Linked DNA regions of Sus scrofa: region 1 is linked to region 2. Evidence: chromatin contacts called from public Hi-C data. All regions are on one chromosome and are shown on one strand. The core of a region is the stretch at or near the end of the contact, and the rest is flanking DNA. Distances in the headings are between cores, read along the strand shown. Region 1 holds the start of CCT8 (T-complex protein 1 subunit theta). Region 2 holds the start of USP16 (ubiquitin carboxyl-terminal hydrolase 16).

The links. A called contact is a pair of places that touch in the nucleus more often than the background predicts.
Region 1: a contact with region 2 is called in a Hi-C map of liver, with 8 times the contacts expected there. The contact joins the promoter of CCT8 here to the promoter of USP16 in region 2. A contact is called at or near these places in 1 of 5 promoter capture datasets (liver), 14 of 47 Hi-C or Micro-C datasets (alveolar macrophages, blood, brain and 7 more) and 2 of 2 datasets of contacts at active chromatin or transcription factors (alveolar macrophages and skeletal muscle).

Annotation. Positions count from the first base shown.
Region 1 is chr13:192,421,253-192,424,902 of Sscrofa11.1, reverse strand. It overlaps CCT8 (T-complex protein 1 subunit theta), which reads left to right and starts at 1,437. Exons shown (of 16, transcript XM_003358899.4): 1 at 1,437-1,594. The coding sequence starts at 1,535.
Region 2 is chr13:192,374,783-192,378,662 of Sscrofa11.1, reverse strand. It overlaps USP16 (ubiquitin carboxyl-terminal hydrolase 16), which reads right to left and starts at 1,813. Exons shown (of 17, transcript XM_005670321.3): 1 at 1,644-1,813. The coding sequence starts at 1,662.

The DNA of each region.
Region 1 (3,650 bases), core at 188-2,687, 47 kb before region 2:
TTAAGGGAAATAAGTCATTCGCAAGTGTTCAAGCAAAGAACAAAAGTCCAGCCAAAGTTCTGCTCCACTTTTTTTTTTTTTTTGTATTTTCAGCAAAAGAGTGGATTACTTTCACATTCTATTACCATTTAATTTTTTTTAAATCAGCCATGTGTTGACGTAGTTAGACAGAGAGGTTAGGTTTTAAAGGATTCTGTGAGAGTAAAAGGGATTTATATTTCCAAGAAAAAGCAAGAAAGAGTAATGTAGTTGGTTAACAATGTGCATATTGCAATCAACTTGATCTGGGTAGGAATCCTAGCATTAGCATTACTAGTGCTGTGATCTTGCACAAATCGTCCTTTGTAAACTGCAAATTCCCCTTCTATCAAACGGAAATAAAAGGAGTTCCCGTCGTGGCTCAGCAGAAACAAATCTGACTAGCGTCCATGAGGAGGCAGGTTCGAATCCTAGCCCCGCTCAGTGGGTTAAGCATCCCTGATTTTCCACAGACACGGCTTGGATCTGGCGTTGCTGCGGCTGTGGTGTAGGTCAGCAGCTGTAGCTCGGATTCCACCCCTAGCCCCAGGTGAGGCCCTAAAAGATAAAAGAAAAAACAAACAAACAAACAAAAAAACCACCAAAAAACGGAAGTTCCTGTTGTGGCACAGTGGAAACGAATCCGACTGGGAACCATGAGGTTGCAGGCTTGATCCCCGGCCTTGCTCAGTCGGTTAAGAATCCCGTGTTGCCAGAAGCGGTGGTGTAGGTCACAGACGCAGCTCTGATCCCAATGCTGTGGCTGTGGCATAGGCCGGCAGCTGTAGCCCCAGTTGGAGCCCTAGCCTGGGGAACCTCCATATGCCAGCGGGTGCGGCCCTAAAAAGCAAAAACAAACAAAACCTAAAAGCCAAACAAAAAACAGAAATAAGAATTACCTTGTAAGATTAACCATTAGCTAAGATACTGCGTGTAAAGCAAATAGCACAGAGCCTGCAGCATAGGAGTAATCAGTATGCAGCTGTCCTTAGAGGTTTTATTTACCAATTTCAAGTCCCCAGAGCTTATACAGCAGGGAACACGCTTAACGGTAGATTCTGAGGTGCTCTGCCTCAGAAAAAAGAAAAGGGCACACCTGCCCTGATGTTGTAGGAAGGTCTGGAAGGTTACAAGGAAGACAATTTTGTAAAGGCACGGCTTGCAGGTACGAACTGATAAAACTCAAACATCCCAGGCAGCAGCCTACGGAAGGAAAAACCCGAGCGAGCCACAGCTGTCCGGCAACCTGCGCGTGCGACGGCCGGAAGGTGGAGAGCTCACGCCCCCGGCCCGCCCATCAATCGACCTGATCGAGGATCCTCATTTCAGTCTGGCTACGCGAACTGCTCCTTCTCGCGATGCTTCACTACAGGCGACTCGGGAAGGGGCGGCCCGGCTGGAGAGAAAGGCGGAGCGTGAGGCCGCCGCACGCTGCGTTCCCAGGAGGCTGTGCGCGCCCCTCACTTCCTCCGGGATCTTCTGAGCGGGCGCGTGAATAGCTACCTGCCGTCTGGCCATGGCGCTTCACGTCCCCAAGGCTCCGGGCTTTGCCCAGATGCTCAAAGAAGGAGCGAAGGTAAGAAAAGGAGGAAGGGGGAGTGAGGTGGGAGAGTCGGCACAGGGCTGCGGCGGTCGTGGCGAAGGAGAAAGGCCTACTAACGGGCCGGGCATGCTTCCACGACACGGCGGTCGGAGGGAGAGAAGATTCCAGAAAGGGAGGTGTTCTTGGGAGGGCTCGGCCGCGGAGGCCCGCAGGAATTTCGGTTCTTTACCGACCCCTGGAAGGGTCGAGGGGGCAGAGGCGGCGAGTGGGGGACGAGGCCGCAGGCTTCGCGTTTTATATTTCGCGTTTTATAGCGGGTCAGGCGTGACGTCCGCCCCGTGCGTTTTTTTATCCTTCGGTAAAACGGCGATGATGAGGCGCTCCTTTAGAACGTGAAGCTGGTGAAATTGCTTTGGAACGGCGAAACCGCTTGACACAGTTGAAGGAGTGGGTGGTGCAGAGGGGAGGACAGTCTTGATAGCTTTCTTCCAAATGAGAGCAGAGGGCTCCCCATTTAGTTCGCAGAAGTAGTGCATTATAGTAGGATAAACATTAATTACAATCCGAGTGATTTGTGGCCCCAGCTTAGGTTAGCTAGCTCAGTGTAAAACATCCTTTTGGGTCTTGCTTTCCTCATACATATAAAATTGAGACTGGACGAAAGGAGTTGTAACCTAAAAGGTTTAAGTGACTCCCTGGCCTATGTAAAACTACTTTGTTATGGTGAGGTCTTGGACGTAATTTCAAAAGCATAGTCTTTTAAAAACATCTTAAAGCACTGAATAAATGTATCTCTTGTGTTCAAAAAGTAATGTTCCTTCATTTGTCCCCCAATTTTTTGTATTTAATTGAAGGAACATAGATGAGTGTGGTTCCACTTAACCCTAACCGTTTTAGGGAACTGGGTTCTTGTTGGCAGGATGCACTTTTGGGATAATGTGAACATCAAGTAAGTATCAAGGTCTAATGTAAATATTGCTGAAAGAGCTTTTCTGAAAACAACATTGCTCACTTTTTAAAAGGCTGAAAATTTTCAGTTTTTATTCTTCTGAGGCAGAAATAATAAATGAGCAACTAAACAAGGATAATTTCAAATAGTGATAAAGGAAATAGGAAAGTCTGCTTCTAAAAATAAAGGAAGCATCAGGGAGATCAATTAAAAAAGATATTCAGGCAAGAACTCTCAACTAAGTGCTTAGTGGTGGACAGAACCAGCCAAGATTAAAGGCAGAAGTGTTCCAGGCTGGGGGACCACTAAGTACAAAGACCCAAAAGATGGAATGATTTTTACCTTTCAAAACAAAATAAGAAAGGTGAGGGGGCTGAAGCTTATGGAGGAAAGGCAGGAATGGTAAGAGATGAATTTAGAAGAGCTGTGGGCAAGGGTTAGAATGTATAGAGCTTTGTGGCCCTGACAAGGAATTTACATTTTATGCTAAGAGTGATGGGAAGTCATCGAAGGGTTTGAGAGGATCTGCTTTATAATGACATGATTGTTCCTCAGAAAATGGGCATAAGGAGAAAAACAAGAGTGTAAGGCAGGAGATCAGATTAAGTGCTATTTTAAGTCTACCTGTGTCCCTGAAGACAGACAGATCTAAAGTAGTGGTTATTAATCTTATTTGGATCCTAGTTCCCTTTATGAGTGTTGCAAAAGCCATGCTCTGTACTATGGAATATACACATTATCTAGGTGTGATGATGGAAATGTTCTGTATCAGCACTGTCCAGTGTGGCATCCACTAGCCACATGTAGCTACTGGGCACTTGAATTGTGCCTAGTGCAATTGAGGGGCTGAAATTTTAAGTACTTTAAATATGCACTTGCAGCTAGTGGTTATTACATAGGGCAAAACAGCTCTATAAAAATATTCGTGAGAACAGTAGGCTCTTTAAATTTATCTGAAACCACAAGCAAATCCCAAGTCTAAAATAAGTCCCTTGTAAAACTTGAGAATTTTAGTACTATGAGCAGTTTGGCAGTTTTCAATGTGTACGCATTGGAATTGTGTTGCATTTCAAAAGCGTGTTCAAAATCTGTGTGCTTTAGTTCCTAAACATTAACGAGGCAGAAATGCTAACTCCCAGT
Region 2 (3,880 bases), core at 564-3,063:
GGAGGGATGGGGAGCTTGGGGTAATCCGATACAACTTGGAATGGATTTACAATGAGATCCTGCTGAGTAGCATTGAGAACTATGTCTAGATACTTACATTGCAACAGAACAAAGGGTGGAAAAAAAATGTATACATGTAAGTGTAACTTCGCCCCCATGCTATAAGTGGAAAAATAAATTAAAAAAAAAAAAAAAGAAAGAAAGCTCATAGGATGGTAGAGATGGAAATGAAATGCAGATCTTTTGGTTCCAAGACAGAATCAAGCCAGTCTTTTTGATATTCTCCACTACAAAACACCTTGGCCCCACCTCTCTGCCTTTAATCCCTAGCTAGAAGTTCTCTCTGTCCATCCAAATTTTCCCAGTCTTCCAAGATTTCCATTTCAGTGGAGCCTTAGGTAAGCCATTCTAAAGAACCTCTCAACTGAACTTCCCAGGCATGTATAGTGTGCACTATGCATCCTTTACCTTAATCAGATACAAAAGTGAGCTGCTTCTTTAATCTTTAACTTGAACGTGTGTTATTTCTCTATCTGGAATCTAAAGTTCTAGGAGAAAAAAAAAACAAATTCTAGGAGAAAGAAATGGTATTAGGCGTTACTTCTGAATTGACTACAGCATCTAGCATAGTGTTAGTATATATTTGGTCAAGAAATACTTCTTACATAGAAATAGAAAAAGAGAATAGTACCTGGAGGCATAAAGGATGATTATAAGGTGCAAAAGTAGGTACGTAAGAATGAAGCACACAAGTTCCGATGAAAAAGAAAAAGGTAAAGAATGAAGAAATCTGCAGTACAGAAGACAGCACTAATAAATCTGCTTTGAAGACAGCAGTACCACAGACGCCAAAGGAAAACTTGAAAGACGAACTGTAATTGCTGCAGGCAGAAGACAGTAGGGGGTTCGCTTCAATGATGTGTAAAGAGCTCCAGGAAAGTTTTGACAACTACAAAGGGCATCTAATGAGTTGTGAAAAGAGAGGACTGTCAGTTCCATAAGCCTGAATATCAATAAATCTATTAAAGTTTTCAGGTGAGTCTTTATATGAGCATTACCTTCTTAGCCAAATTACTCTGTGCAGGACTCCACACAAAATTTAATCAAAGCTGGTCTTGGCGACTTTCACATTAATCCAGTTCCCTTCCCTCTCCACCCTCCTAGTCTTCCCAAGCTTTTGCTCCGTTCCATTACAAAAATGCAAGCGTTTGTAAATTTTTGCCAGCAGGACTAAAACATGGCTTTCAAGTTTGCATAATTTGTCCTACCCTGGGAGCAGTGGATCAGTTAGGTGACAGATCTTGCCTTCCACTAAACACCACACGGTCGGGGCAGCAAACCCAGCCCCAACCCGTAGGATGCCCCTAGCCTCGCGGCACCCGCCACACCTCCCCTTCCCTTCCAACTGCTCCATACCCACGGGGGAACCTCGGGGTCCACGGGGTCGAGAAGGGCTCCAGCACCGACAACTCATTGGCCAGCTCCTGGAAGTGACAGGACATGAGGCCAATGAGAACACGGTACCGGGCCAAGGCCAGGTAACGTGATTATGGAAGAAGGGCCTTCGAGAAGAGAAGGAAGTCGGGGCAGGAAATTCAGGCTCCCGGCGAATGGTGACTGCGAGGTTATGGGGCAGAACTCACCCACGGCGACAGAGCCCATAACTGCATCCCCTAATGGGCCTTTGGGCTGGGCAACCAGCTGCGTCTTCCTCCTGGTGACGAATTGAGAGCGACAGAGCCGAAGCCAGCGTGACCCCTAGAAAGCAACAACTTCCGGTACGCAGCATCATGGGAAGTGGCTTTGGCCCCAGGATCCAGCGGCACTGACGCTGCTTAATCAGCGCCTGCGCGAGGCTCACGCCCGGAAGTCTGGACGCCTCCTCACCCGGAAGTCTAACTGTCAATCAGTTTTCCCCGCTCGGCAGTCAGTCTCTGAGGTTATCTAAATAATTCTAGGAGTTCCCGTCGTGGCGCAGTGGTTAATGAATCCGACTAGGAACCATGAGGTTGCGGGTTCGGCCCCTGCCCTTGCTCTGTGGGTTAACGATCCGGCGTTGCCGTGAGCTGTGGTGTAGGTTGCAGACGCGGCTCAGATCCTGCGTTGCTGTGACTCTGGCGTAGGCCGGTGGCTACAGCTCCGATTCAACCCCTAGCCTGGGAACCTCCATATGCCGCGGGAGCTGCCCAAAGAAATAGCAAAAAGACAAAAAAAAAAAAAAAATTCTAAAAGTATGGGTATGTGGCCGGAAGTTTGGAGTCTCATGGATTGTTACCTTACTCAAACATATCACATCTGAAGATGTGATGGGGGGGCGGCATTTAAATTTCACGCAGTTTCCATAGTTCTTTCCAATCAGTTTCTAAAGTTGAGTATTTAAATAAATGGTCTTGAAGTAACTTTGCTGACGGAGGGTAAAATTTATAAATAATTACTGTTTATTTGTTCGAAATAGCTAAGTGCCAAGCCTTCTGCAGAGCAACTTAAATTAACTTAGGCCTTGTCTTATGCAGAAGACACAATAATCTTTAGGGGAAAAAGGATGCAGATTCCAGTAGAAAAGTAGGCCACGGTTATAAACAGATAATTCACAATAATAGAAAATGATATGGGAGTTCCTGTGTGGCTCAGTGGGTTAAGGATACCATGTTGTCACTGCTGTGGCTCACGTTACCACTACAGCAAGGATTCAATTTCTGGACCAGGAATTTCCATATGCCATGGGTGCAGCCAAAAAAATTTTTTTCAATAAAATAAATAAAAGAACATGGTATGAGAAGTTCCCATTGTGGCTTAGTGGGTCACCAACCCTACTCATATCCATAAGGATGCAGGTTCCATCCCTGGCCTCGCTCAGTGGGTTAAGGATCTGCCATTGCTGCAAGCTGAGACGTGGGTTGCAGATGTAGCTTGGATCTGGTGTAGCTGGGGCGTAGGCTGGCAGCTGCAGCTCCACTTTGACCCCTAGCCTGAGAACTTCCATATGTCACAAGTTTAGCTATAAAAAGAAAAAACAAAACAAAAAGCAGATTTGGAGCCATTGTACCACCTGCTTCCCTTTCCTAGAATGCTGTTCCCCTTTGATCTTACCCTAATTTTGTTCATACCTTAAAAGTCACTTTCTCACAAAGAAATTGAAAGAGCAACCTAGTTAACATAGCCACCCAATCACATCACCTTATTTTACTTTTCAGCCTAGCAAATCACTATCTGGTATTTTTATTTCACATTTACCTCTATATTTATCTTCCCCACCCCATCCCCCTACCCTCATAAATACACAGAAACAAGTAAATGTAAACTTTTTGAGAGATGGGACTTTTTTTTTCTTTTTATGGTCACACCCACCACATATGGAAATTCTCAGGCCAGGGACTGAATCCAAGCTGCAGTTGCAACCTCTGCTGCAGTTGTGGCTATACGGGATCCTTTAATCCACTGCACAGAGCTGGGAATTGAACCTGCTCTCTTGCAGTGACCCGAGTCACTGCAGGGGGATTCTAAGCCCACTGTACCACAGCAGGAACTCCGAGAGATGGAACATCTTCGTCCTGTTCATGGCTATATCTCTAGTGCCTAGAAGTGTCTGGAACACACTAAACTTAATAAATACTTGTTGAAGAAATATACCCATGAGAAATGAAATGCTTGTACAAGAATGTTCACTGGAGTTCCCGTTGTGGCTCAGTGATTAATGAATCTGACTAGGAACTATGAGGTTGCAGGTTCGACCCCTGGCCTCGCTCAGTGGGTTAAGGATCTGGTGTTGCCGTGAGCTGTGGTGTAGGTCGCAGACACAGCTCAGATGCTGAGTTGCTGTGGCTCTGGTGTAGGCAGGCAGCTACAGCTCTGATTAGACCCCTAGGCTGGGAACCTCCAT